Linked DNA regions of Mus musculus: region 2 is linked to region 1. Evidence: chromatin contacts called from public HiChIP or PLAC-seq data. All regions are on one chromosome and are shown on one strand. Each heading gives the region's core, a stretch centred on a gene start, on an enhancer-like site or on the middle of the called end of the contact. The rest is flanking DNA. Distances are from core to core; before and after follow the strand shown.

What was found. HiChIP or PLAC-seq counts read pairs in DNA pulled down with a chosen protein or histone mark.
Region 2: an H3K27ac HiChIP or PLAC-seq map of embryonic stem cells shows a contact between it and region 1, with 11 read pairs. The contact joins the enhancer-like site here to the promoter of Grik3 in region 1. A contact is called at or near these places in 6 of 39 promoter capture datasets (cranial neural crest, embryonic stem cells, hippocampal neurons and 2 more), 1 of 15 datasets of contacts at CTCF or cohesin (embryonic stem cells), 29 of 484 Hi-C or Micro-C datasets (cortical neurons, embryonic stem cells, nephron progenitors and 2 more), 24 of 115 datasets of contacts at active chromatin or transcription factors (PVALB interneurons, embryonic forebrain, embryonic hindbrain and 6 more) and 1 of 9 other capture datasets (embryonic stem cells).

What each region holds. Positions count from the first base shown.
Region 1 is chr4:125,488,093-125,493,625 of GRCm38.p6, forward strand. Grik3 (glutamate receptor, ionotropic, kainate 3) reads left to right here and starts at 2,604. Exons shown (of 16, transcript NM_001081097.3): 1 at 2,604-2,853. The coding sequence starts at 2,739.
Region 2 is chr4:125,598,040-125,603,572 of GRCm38.p6, forward strand. The region is part of intron 1 of Grik3 (glutamate receptor, ionotropic, kainate 3); the gene reads left to right. Among named protein-coding and RNA genes, the nearest start is that of Gm32807, 40 kb to the left of the region's middle. Within about 2 kb of position 2,807, at least 13 of the 459 cell types and tissues checked have an H3K27ac peak or open chromatin away from gene starts, as enhancers often do. A contact at or near this core is called in embryonic stem cells, where this site is marked.

The DNA.
Region 1 (5,533 bases), core at 1,354-3,853:
CAGATCTACCCCAGCGTTCCAAGAGGGGCTCTCAACCCTGCCTGAGCCATATACAATCACTGCAGCCAGGAGGCTGTGCCCACTGCAACTTAAAGGGAGCCAGAGACCAGCCTCCATCCTTGGTTACGGAGACACACTGCTTAGGGATGCAGTTGGCTGGGGTGCCTGCTTCCTGGGGGTGCTGGTGAGGGGACTTTGAGGACAGAGCCATACTCTCACCTTTGGGGGAGTTTAGATCTTCTTCATCCATGTACGACTGTGATACCACCTCAGCTAGCTTTTAGGGAGACTGCCCCCACCCTTCAGGGCTCCTTCCTCCAGCTGGCCTCAGAAGTGTTCTTCCCTCTAGCCACACCTCTACCTTTCTGCTTCTTCCATTTCCTGCTAAGCCACATGTCCTCTGTACCCAGTCCACTCACATGCCACCTTTAGAGTTAGTCAGCCTTAGGCACTGGTAGCTGCTCTCTTCTCAGCTCTTTCCCTGTCACTGTCAGGGCATAGGATTATCTTCCTTCAAAAACACAGCCAGGTCCTTTCCCTTCCGGGAACCAATCGAACAAGCTGTGGAATCTGAGGGTCAGGCAATGCGCTGCCAGGGTGTGTCTCCGGTGAAGAGGCTCTCAACTATGTCCCATGGATCCTCTGCTCCCCTCTTCTGCATGCCTCCTTGCTAGGTCCTTGTGGGCCTATCCTGTAAGATCCCATGGAGAGGGGGCAACTGCGGATCCTGACGCTGCCGATCTGTGTGTCTTTGCTTCTTTGGGCAAATTCAGAGGCCCGATTGGGGAACTAGCCATTCTGGCTCCAGGGAAGGCCCAAGCATGGCCTATTCAGAGACCTCTGCATAACAGCTGATCACCTAGGATGTCCCGGAACTCGTACACACGCCTCTCTTTTATTGGGCAGAGCCCAGGAACCCTTTGCTCCCAAGGCCACTGGTGCAAGTTCAGATGGGAAGAAGTCCCTTCCTAATTGCTAATTGGCTACACTGCCTTATTCACAACTCCACACAATGCCTGGAAGCCCTGCGCCACATAGGGCGGGAAAGAAAAGACGGCAAAATTAACAGGCCTGTTTGGAGCGCAACGCATTATCTATTTGTAGGAAAATTAAAGATTTGCTCTTCAGATGTAGGGGGCCATGCTCTTACCAGGCAGCTGGCAAATGGGAGAGATTGGAAATGATTGAATAGATCAAATTATTTAAATGAGAAAAATAAATTCGCACACAGCCTAGCCGCTGCCCGGTGACAGATCCGTTTATTTATCTACTGTATCGGTACCGCTTTGTCTCTGTCAAAAAGGTCATTAAACTCGCCTAGCTGCGTAATTCGCAGCCTCCTGCTCCTGCCTCGCTTCACAGCCCTTCTCTTCCCTCAGCACCCAGCGCCACTTGAAAAAAAATTTATTATTGGTAATAAACAACATTTCTTTTTAACCCTTTCGGCTTCCCCCCCTGTGTATCCTACTCTGTCCCATGAACAATACAGTTTCTCTGTATTGTTTCTCAGGAGGAATCCGGGAGGGGGCTCCAGTTCCTCCCGCATAGTTGCGGAAGAGGACTGAGAACCCAGCGGGCTCCAACTCCAGCGGCCCTCGAAAACGAAGGCTTTTGCGAATTTTCTCAGTAGTCCTCCTACTGATGGTGCGTGGTCAAGTCCTACCTTCCACGCAGAGGGTCTGGCCTGGTGTCTCCCTCACGGTTAGTTTCTGAAGCTCCGCATTCCCTAGTTCAGCTCCTACGGTTCTCTGATTTCTACTCCCAACCCCACTCCCTAAACCTCCAAGCCCTGGGCCAGCCCTGCTTTCCCAAGGGCTAGAGATCAAGAGTGAAAAACAGCTCCAGGTCAGTCTCCTGCCGCCGCCGTCCAGCCAGCGTCGGCCGCGTGGGAGCTGAAAGGCGAGGCTCCGCAGACGGCAGGCTCCGGGTCTCGCGGCTCTCGGCGGGCGCGTCTCTTCCAGCTGGTCGGGCCGCTGGGTTGCCGCCGTCTCCCAGCTCCTGGTGCCAGCTCCGCCGCTTTACGCTTGGCTCCCCGGCTCAGTGCCTTGCCCTGGGGGCGGCAGGGCAGATGGGGACGCCTCAGCTGCGGAGGATAGTCTCCATCCTCCGGGTGTCCCCCCTCCCAAATCCTGTCCAGGGTCCCTTTCCCCGCCCCCTGCGCAGGTGTGAGCGCGCAAGTGTGCACCCGGGCGAGTGTGAGTGGGAAGCGTGTGTGCGCGGGGGAGTACGCGGAGGGAGCGCGGGCGGCGGGCGGCGCGGGAGGCGGGAGGCAGGGCGCGGGGGAGGGGGCTGGGAGGGAGTGTGTGCGCGCGTGCAACTCCACTCCGGGGCTTTGTGCGAGCCCGGGCGATAGCATCAGCGGCGGCTGGAGGAGGAGCGGCCGGAGACGCGTGCAAGCCCGCCCGGCAGCCGGGGCAGGTGGGAAGCCCGCGCGGGAGCCGAGCCGACGCGAGCCGGAGACGCCGCAGCCGAGTCCGAGCGGAGCCCGGGCGGAGCCCAGGAGCCTTCGCTCGCGGGCGGCCCGTGGGCGGCAGCCGAGGCGGGGCGGGCGCCGGCGGGGCGGCCCCCCAGTAAGATGTGCGCAGCGCCGCGGGGCGCCCCCCACTCGCAGAGGCGCTCCGGAGCCGGGCGGCTGGGCCAGGCGGCGCCTCGGGGGCTGCTGCGCGCCCGCGCCTAGAGCTGCCGCCCCAGGGAGCCCGCCACGGCCGCGCCCCGGGCACGCTCCGTGGCGCCCAACGATGACCGCTCCCTGGCGGCGCCTCCGGAGTCTGGTTTGGGAATACTGGGCCGGGTTCCTAGTGTGCGCCTTCTGGATCCCAGACTCGCGCGGGATGCCCCACGTCATCCGGATCGGTAAGGGCTCCCCTAGAGCCGGGGGTCTCTGCGCGCTCGGGTGGGGACGGGAATTGGGGGATAGTGGTGCTCTGAACGTGATCCGAAAGATTGTCCCAACCTCCCTCTAGGCTGCAGGGTTCGGGTGTCTGCTGGGAGCTCTTAGAGGGGGAGGACAAAGTTCCAAAGCCCGGGTCGCGGGGCCTTACGGGGAAGAGGCAACCGGGCCGCGGTGGCTAGGGAACCTGGATACGCTCCGGGGTAGGCGACGCGGTGGAGTGTGGCGAAGGTTCTAGCCCTAAGCCAGCGCCTCGGGGGAATTTCGCCGCGACTGCTGGCAAGGATGGCCGCAGACCTAGTTCTGGGACTGGCTTCTGCGCAGAGTGGGAGCCCTGGGGAAGGCGCCAACTTCTCTCCCCCCCACGGGCACCTCGCTGGAGCAAGGGGTACAGGGGATGGATTCGCCGGATTAGGATGGCGGATTTCCTTGCCCCTAGTTGGCCGAGGCTCGGGGCAGGAGAGGGTCAGTCCCCTGCTTGTCGCTAGAGCAGGTCCCCCAGGCCCAGGCCTCTTTCGATGAGGAGTAACCGAGACTGGGAAAAGGAAGCGCAGGAGGCAACCCTGCGCAGCCGGGGACGAGGGTTGCGAGTGGCTTTTAAAGTTAGCCGAAATCCCTCCGCAGCTGGCGGCGGCTGGCAGTCTGCGCGCGGCTTTTTGGGGCTCTGGCTTCTCGGCTTCTCTCACCGCTGCAGATTTCTTACTCTGGGCTTTAACTTTGTTGTGGCCGCCGGAGGCACCCTGCGTGGCAGCGCTCAGGGCTGGGCGGGAGCCCACGCGAGTCTTTAGCCCACTCACTTCTCGGGGCTGAGCTAAGCTGGGCTACCCAGGAGCCATCGTTACCGTGGGCGGCCCGCACCAGGCCGGAGACCTGGGCAGCTCGGGCTCGCGAGACACCAACATCTGGTGCGCAGCCTACCGAGCTCTACCGAGACAAGGCAACCTTCCTCCTCCTCCTCCAGGACTCTCTTCAAGGGGCTGCCTTTGCTTCTGCAAGAGCGGACTTTATGTGGCCGGCAGTGCGACGAGGATGCAGGAAACTCGGGCCAGGCTTGGTTTATGGGTACTTGAGGTTTCTCCTAGGAGGCAGTCCTCTCGTTCACTCTACCCGGAGCCACGTCCACTTGAACTCAGCTTCAGAACGGGAACAGAGAACGATCCTCAGATCTGCAGATGTTGAGGTCTTCCAGTGCCTACAGTCCGATTCCGGACCAGGATGGGCAGGCACAACACCCTGAGGCTCCTAGGGAAGGGAGGGGGGGGGATCTGGGGACAGACCTCACAGTCAAGTTTAACCCTTTGAAGTCCAGGTGTCTGGGCTGCCACGAATGTTTCCTGTCTATTACTGCCCCAGAACTGGCTTGGCCACCATTCTAGCTAATCGTTTAGTAGTGGGCCACCGCTTTTTTCATTTTTATTATTTCCTCTCTCAGTCCTTGTGGTTTTGGGGGACCTTCATGGTAGAGTGTCCTTGAGATAGAGAGGGGACCTCGAAGGGTGCTGTGTTTCCCCCACCCCCACGCTTTGCAGGCCTGTCTTCCTTGGTCTTTCCCCTCCAGAGGGTGGGGTGGGTGTGTTTCCAGCCCAGTTTCAGGAATGGAAATCTTTAGAAGCCTAGAGAGACAGGAACAGGTTAACCACAGCCTCAGAGATATGGGCTGCAAATGGGCAGGGTAACTAGACCTCACCTGCTCTTGCCACTGGGACAGTATATAGAGGTCTGCTCATTGCCCGGAGAAAGAACACATTCCAAACCCGTCCCTTTCGTGAGTCACAGTGTAATAGCGCAATTAGGGACGGCAGAGCCCCCTCTCTTCTAATCTTCTTCATATTAAGCCCTAGGATTAATTAGCGTGTCGGCCCAGACCATTTATATCCAAGAGCCCTGCCCTATTTGACTCCCAGCCCGAGGACTGGGGTGCTGTACTGATGCCAAACGTGACTACTGGAGCAGGGCCAGCTTTGGGTGGAGGATGGGAAGGATTTGAGGCCTCTGGGCTTCTTTGGAGCTGCCTGTCCTTCTAGAGCTTGAAGTTGAACCTCAGCTGGAGGTAGAGCACCAGGAATAGGGAAGCAGAGTGAGGAGGAGGAAGAGGAGGAGGAAGAGGAGGAGGAGGAGGAGGAGGAGGGGAGAGGAGGGGAGGGAAGACATGCTGCAACCCAAAGATACTACTGCCTTGGCTAGGCTGGATGCAGTCTCTCTATCCCCATCTCTGGGATCTGAGGCCTCTCTCTTGGCTGGGGCTGCAGGGATCGAGGCCCTGGAAACTGAGCTTCTCTGAAGCATGCTGGGTGCTTCTGCTGGAGCGGCTGGAGCTTGGAGCCCGAATCCCTCCTCCAGCAGCCAGGCGTCGTCGCTGAGCACAGGACCAGAGAGGGTTTACCTGCAGGTGCAAGATGGGCTCTCTGGCCTGGGGAGGGTGTTCCCCGCCCCTTCTCTTTGTGCCTCTTTTGGGGGCTGAAATTCCCTCCTAGACAAGGAGATGGATCGCTCAGCAGTGTGACAGAGTGTTCAAACAATCTGTCTTGAATAGATGAATTGCACTGCTCTGTCTTTTTGTAATTGTGTCTATCAGAGGGAGAGGTCAAGGCATTGATTGCTTGGATGGTTTGCAAGTAACAAAGGAGAGTGAGGGAGAGAGAG
Region 2 (5,533 bases), core at 1,557-4,056, 110 kb after region 1:
ATTTAAATCAGCCAGCCTCCTAGCTCTGGGAATCAGCCTAAGAGAAAGAGGGACCCAGCCCCTCAGTTCACCCTGGGGACAAGTAGACCTCTTCATCTTTTCTGCGTCCTTTCATGTTACTCTCTAGTGCCCAAGGCTGGGCATCGGGAGTGTGGAGCAGACTGACACATGGAGAATCTAGCCCTAGACCTCAGAAGCTAGGGGAAGGAAAAACTTTTGCCCAAATCACTGGAACACAGCGATTCCCCAAAGCGCCTTTCCGGTGAGATGATCTGCCAGAAAAGGTTTCCGCGGTTGTCAAGTCTGTGTAGCAGGGTTGCATACCCCACCTTATAGGTTCACTGCGCAGCGAGCAGAGCAAAGGAGAGCCCTGCTCATTTTCCAACTGTGGCTGTTGAAGTTGCTGTTCCTTCAAAAGGCCAGAGGCGCTCAATCTCTACTCCACCCCAAGGGTCCACAAGTGGAGTCAGAGCCTGGGCTGGGATCAGAAGAAAGCCAAAGGACCCTGAGGTCTCTCCAGGAGGACCGAAGGCAAGATGCACCCTTGTGTGGTACGGGTTGAGTGCTCTTCATCCAATATGCTTGGGATTGGTAGTCAGATTCCAGAACTCTTCTGATTTTTCGCCTAAGCCGTCACATAGCACGATTTCTGAACGGTTTCAAACTCTAAGATTGAGCATCACAGCACAACTCAAAAAGTTTCTCATCTGTAGATATTGTCTCCTGCCACATAAAGGACCGGAAGCTCCCGCCCCTGCCCAGGCAACACTGAGCTCCATTGGCCACCCAGGCAAGCCACGCCCACATAAGAAGGTGGGGCCTGAAGGGAGCATGACTGAGAGCAGAGAATGTTGGTAGATCTTGGCTAGGGACGACCGCACTGACTTTTGTAACATCATGTGGTTCCGCCTTTGAGGGTCGCTGTCTGGGAGCAGTTTGCAGAAAGAGCCCTACCTGGGGGAGGGGCTCCTCCCAGTCAGGAATTCTGTTGGAGGAGGGGAAAAACGTGTTTGGATATCATCAAGTAGTGAAAACATGTGTTTTTTGGTTTTGTTTGCTCCCCCAGGCTCATTTCTGTCACTCCGGCTGCATTGTCAGAGAAGAACAAAATAAAACAGAGAGTAAAAGCTGATTCTATAATTAGTGCAGTTTCTTCACTGTTCATTCTCCATCTCCAGAGATCAATTAGCTTGCTTTTAAGCTAAAAGGCATCTGAATAAGTGTTTAACCTGCATAGCAATTGATATTTAAAACAGAGGAGGACAGGAGTGATAACATCTCTCGTTCTCTTCACTGATTTTTCTCTACCTAACCTCTGCCTACTCCTGCTTCTTGGTGGCCACTGGGGCAGCGCTCTTTTCCTGGTGCTGGCCCCTCTTCCCTGCAGGCGCCTGTTCGAAGCACAGATATACTGTTACTTAGGTTATAGACCGACTCCCTCCACCATCAGTGACTATCAAGGCCTCTTCAGCCACTGACCCACATGTCAGTCCATGTTCCTGACCCTTTCCAAGCAGAAGTAGGTCACCATGTCTTTTCAGGGTGTCTTACCCTCAGTTTCCTCATCCGGGCTGGGTAGGGGTGAGGAACTTCAGGAGCCCAGTCCTCTTAGCTGGATGTCTTCATTGCTGGTGGCCCTGAGGGTATTTGTACAGTGTCTGATTTGTCATGTAAATATCAAAGCCTGAACTGGAATTAGCTTCTTAAAGCAAGCAATGGTGTGTGTGTGTGTGTGTGTGTGTGTGTGTGTGTGTGTGTGTGTTAGCATTTACTTAACAATGTGCTTTGACAGCCTCTCTGCTAGTGCAGACCCTGGGAAAGATAAGAAGGTACCTGAATGACAAACGTGTAGACCTCACCCTGCAGATGACAGTCACAGAGTAAATAGAGAGTGGAGTGAGACACATGCCCTGTCTCTACAGAGTGTCGCCACATGGGGAAAGACCCTCAGAGCTCAGGAGATCCCCTTATTCGGAGAAGGGTGAGGGTTTGAGAGTTTATCTGGAGAATGGCCCCAGGAAGCAGCACCCAGAGATGCAGGGAGGCCAGGGTAGGAAAGAAAAGAATCAGGGGGCTATACTGGGACTCCCGTCGCTCTGCGTATCATCCTGCTGGAACCTCTGCGAAACTGTGCGTGCTCAGTGGAGATCTCCCTGGGGACTAGAAGCTGTGTGACTGTCTGTTCACATTCCTGCGCCTCCTGGTTGAAGCTCCTTCTGGTCAGTGGCTAGCCCTTGTAGCCTGTCCCCTCACTGGCAGAACCTTGTGCTTCTTCTAGAAGGTCAGAGATAGAGAATGTGAAAAGGTGCAGATGTGATGTCTGTCGATGGCTTCCGGGTGGGACAAAAGGAAGGCAGCGAATGCCACCCAGGCTCAGAACAGGATTGGAAGCTGGAGGAGGGAGAGTGAACTGGGAGGCTGGAAGGGTCGGCCGCTGTCTAGGCTGAGGAAAGTCAGGAGGCAAAGGGCAGTTGGGTGGGACAGTGATGAGGACTTTGAGAGAGAAGGGTGACCTGCACTGGACTGAAGGGCTGAGGCTGGAGAGGGGGGTCCAAGCCATTCAGGAAGGTCTCAGCCTTTCAACTCCTTGCAGGGCTGCAGGAGGGTGGACTCTGGGACTGCTCTGTTGTCAGGAGAGCGGGTGGATGCCCTGCTTGTCTCCAGGAGCCCCTGTGGTAGTTCTAGATCTCCGATCCTGCTGCCTTCCGGCAAGGACATTCACCAATCCCCAGGCCCCTCTGCAGCACCTGGTGCAGCCCTCTCTCCAGCAGCTAGGCTCTGGCTCCTCCGCCTGATGACAGCCCATCCCTCATCAGGGTCTCTGGACAGCTCAGGAGCCTGCAGCCATCCTCTTGACGTGGTCGATGTCGCTGTATTTGACTTGTGTGTCCCCGAGTTGTACAGACAAAGCTCCACATATCACCAGATCAATTAAAACAACTGCCACCAGGCCTCAGGACTCAATCAGGAAACCCCCCCTGGGACCTTAGGGGTGGGCACAGCCCTTCCTTGGAACTGAACTGCGGCTTTTCCCAATACTGGAGACGCAGGCAAAGGCCCTCCGTCTCTGTAACTGATTTCCTCTTGCTGATTAATGCTGCTGAAGCCGTAGGGGCATCCCGTGTGGCAAGCAGCACCCGTGTTCCCATTCCTGACAAAGCCACAGAAACACGAGGCCATAGAGAGGACTGATCAAGGTGGTGTAGGTGGGGGAGTGGTAGCAGCAATGTAAGGTGACTTAACTGTATAATGTCCTCAGTTAAGCCTTGAGGTCATCTTCTATACACCCCTTTTCCCTTTCCAGAGCCCACTCCCCACCCCTGCTCACCACTGGCCAGTTCTAGAGTAGTCATCCCTATAGCACACACCTCCATCCTCCTTCATCTCTCCCTACTGGCCCTGCCCAAATACAAGCCCTTTTCATACAGTTGGACCAAGGCCAGCCTCCCTGCACCTGGCTGCCAGGCTCCTCCCACATCTGGACTCAGGCAAGTCACAGGTTGCTTCTCCTATAATGGCCACAGCCCTGTCTCTCCTGAGCCCCTGCTGTGTTTCAAGCAATCATCACAGGAAAGTTGGAGCCCTTCGAGTGCTTTATTTGCTGCCCACGGCCATTTCCTGTCAGAGCCTTGAGCTCCTGCGGTGCTTGGAGGCTTTTATTGCTCTTATTCACCTGGTACCTGCACTGTGCCGACTGCTCAGAGTTGTGGCCAGTAATTAGCTGTGTAGCGAATGGATATGCAAATGAATGAGTGAGTGAGTGAGTGAGTGACTGACTGAATGAATGAATGAATGAATGGAAAGAGAGACATACATCTCCTTTTCCAGAACAGCAGCAGAAAGCCCGTCCCTGGAACTCTCTGCTGGGTGCTTTCAGCCTTTCTAGACTACATACAGATAACCCTTTGACTTCTGGTGAGGCCATTGTAAGTATAAATTGAAAATGCATCACCTCCATGAACCCTTCCGCACTGATTTGAAGCCAAGCACATAGGACACTGGTGTTATCAATCATTTGCCTCTTGCCAGTGATTGCACCTGACTGACAACTGCTACTCGTTGCTTCTAGCATCGAGAGAGTATGGTGCTGTGCACCACCACTATGCCAGGCCAAGGTCAAAATTCCAAGGCAGTTACTACTCAATGTGTCTTGCTCCCACACCACCATAAACTTGACAAACTATTGGAAGTCGACATCATCTGTGTTGTGTCCAGCAGAGAAAGCTAGCCACCATGTGTATCCTTCCACTTGCTATCCCTCCTCCCACAGAGACAAGGGCACAGAGCTAGTTGAGAGGTACACACCCCCTCACCCTCTTCCTCATCCCTGCACCGAGTTGGCACAAAGGGTGGCCTGATTGAGATCAGAGCCTGACTCTCCCAGGCCATGGTGGTGCAGAGCTGCAGGGGCTCTGGCAGGGAGAAAGGTGTCCGGATCAGGAGGGACAGGAAGAGAAAAGCTCGGAAAAGAGGCGTTAGTAAAAACCTCACTGATCAGCATCTCAGGTGACCTCTAGGACACCTGAGAAACTTCAGAAAGAGAACGAAGTAGCTTGGATAGAAGGAGCAGGGCTGTTGCCTGAGGATGAGCCAGTCCCAGGGCGAAAGCTAGAAACATGCGTGTCTCTCCTGGGCCCAGCTGCCAGACAGCTCGCTGCAGGCCATGTCTGCAATCTCTCAGGCTCTCTGTGTTCAGGGACCTGTTAGCTCAGCTGCTTCTACGAAAGCCAAGTTAAAGAGAAACCTCAGTAAGAGAGTCAGCTTTTTGTCCCAACTGCCCAACTGCAGAGGAGACTCTCTGGGGCCATCTTGATTACAGGGAGGTGGAGATATTGGATAGTGGGTCTCCTCTTGGACCTGTAGTCTTGGTGATAAAGTATATAGAGCCAACAATAGTCTTCTATGATGGCATCTGTAGTCCTAGCCAACTTGACTATGCTATCATAACGTCTTCAAGAGATTCTACCTCATGGGTATATTCTTAGGGGTTGAAAAAGCAGTCTGGAAAAATCTAGGAACTAGGCTGGGGAGAGAGCTCAGTTAGTAAAATTCTTGCCATGCAAACATAAAGAACTCATGTGAAAAAGCCAGGCCTGTTGGCATGGACTTATAATCCCGGGGACCTAGTCAGGGTCTTATCTCTGTGAAGAGACACCATGACCACAGCAACTTGCATAAAGGATAACATTTCATTGGAGCTGTGTTACAGTTCAGAGGTTTAGGCCATTATCATTATGGTGAGAAGCATGGCAGCGTACAGGCAGCCATGATGCTGGAGAAGGAGCTGAGAGTTCTACAGTTTGATCCATAGGCAGCAGAAAGAGACTGTGAGCCACACTGGACATAGCTTGAGCATAGGAGACATCAAAGCCCACCCCCACAGTGACACACTTCCTCCAACAAGGCCATAGTTCCTGATAGTGCCACTCCCTACAGGCTGAGCATTCAAACACATGACCCAATGGAGGCCATTCCTATCCAAACCAACACACCCAGTGGTGAGGAGACAGAGACCAGCAGAGCCCTGAACTGG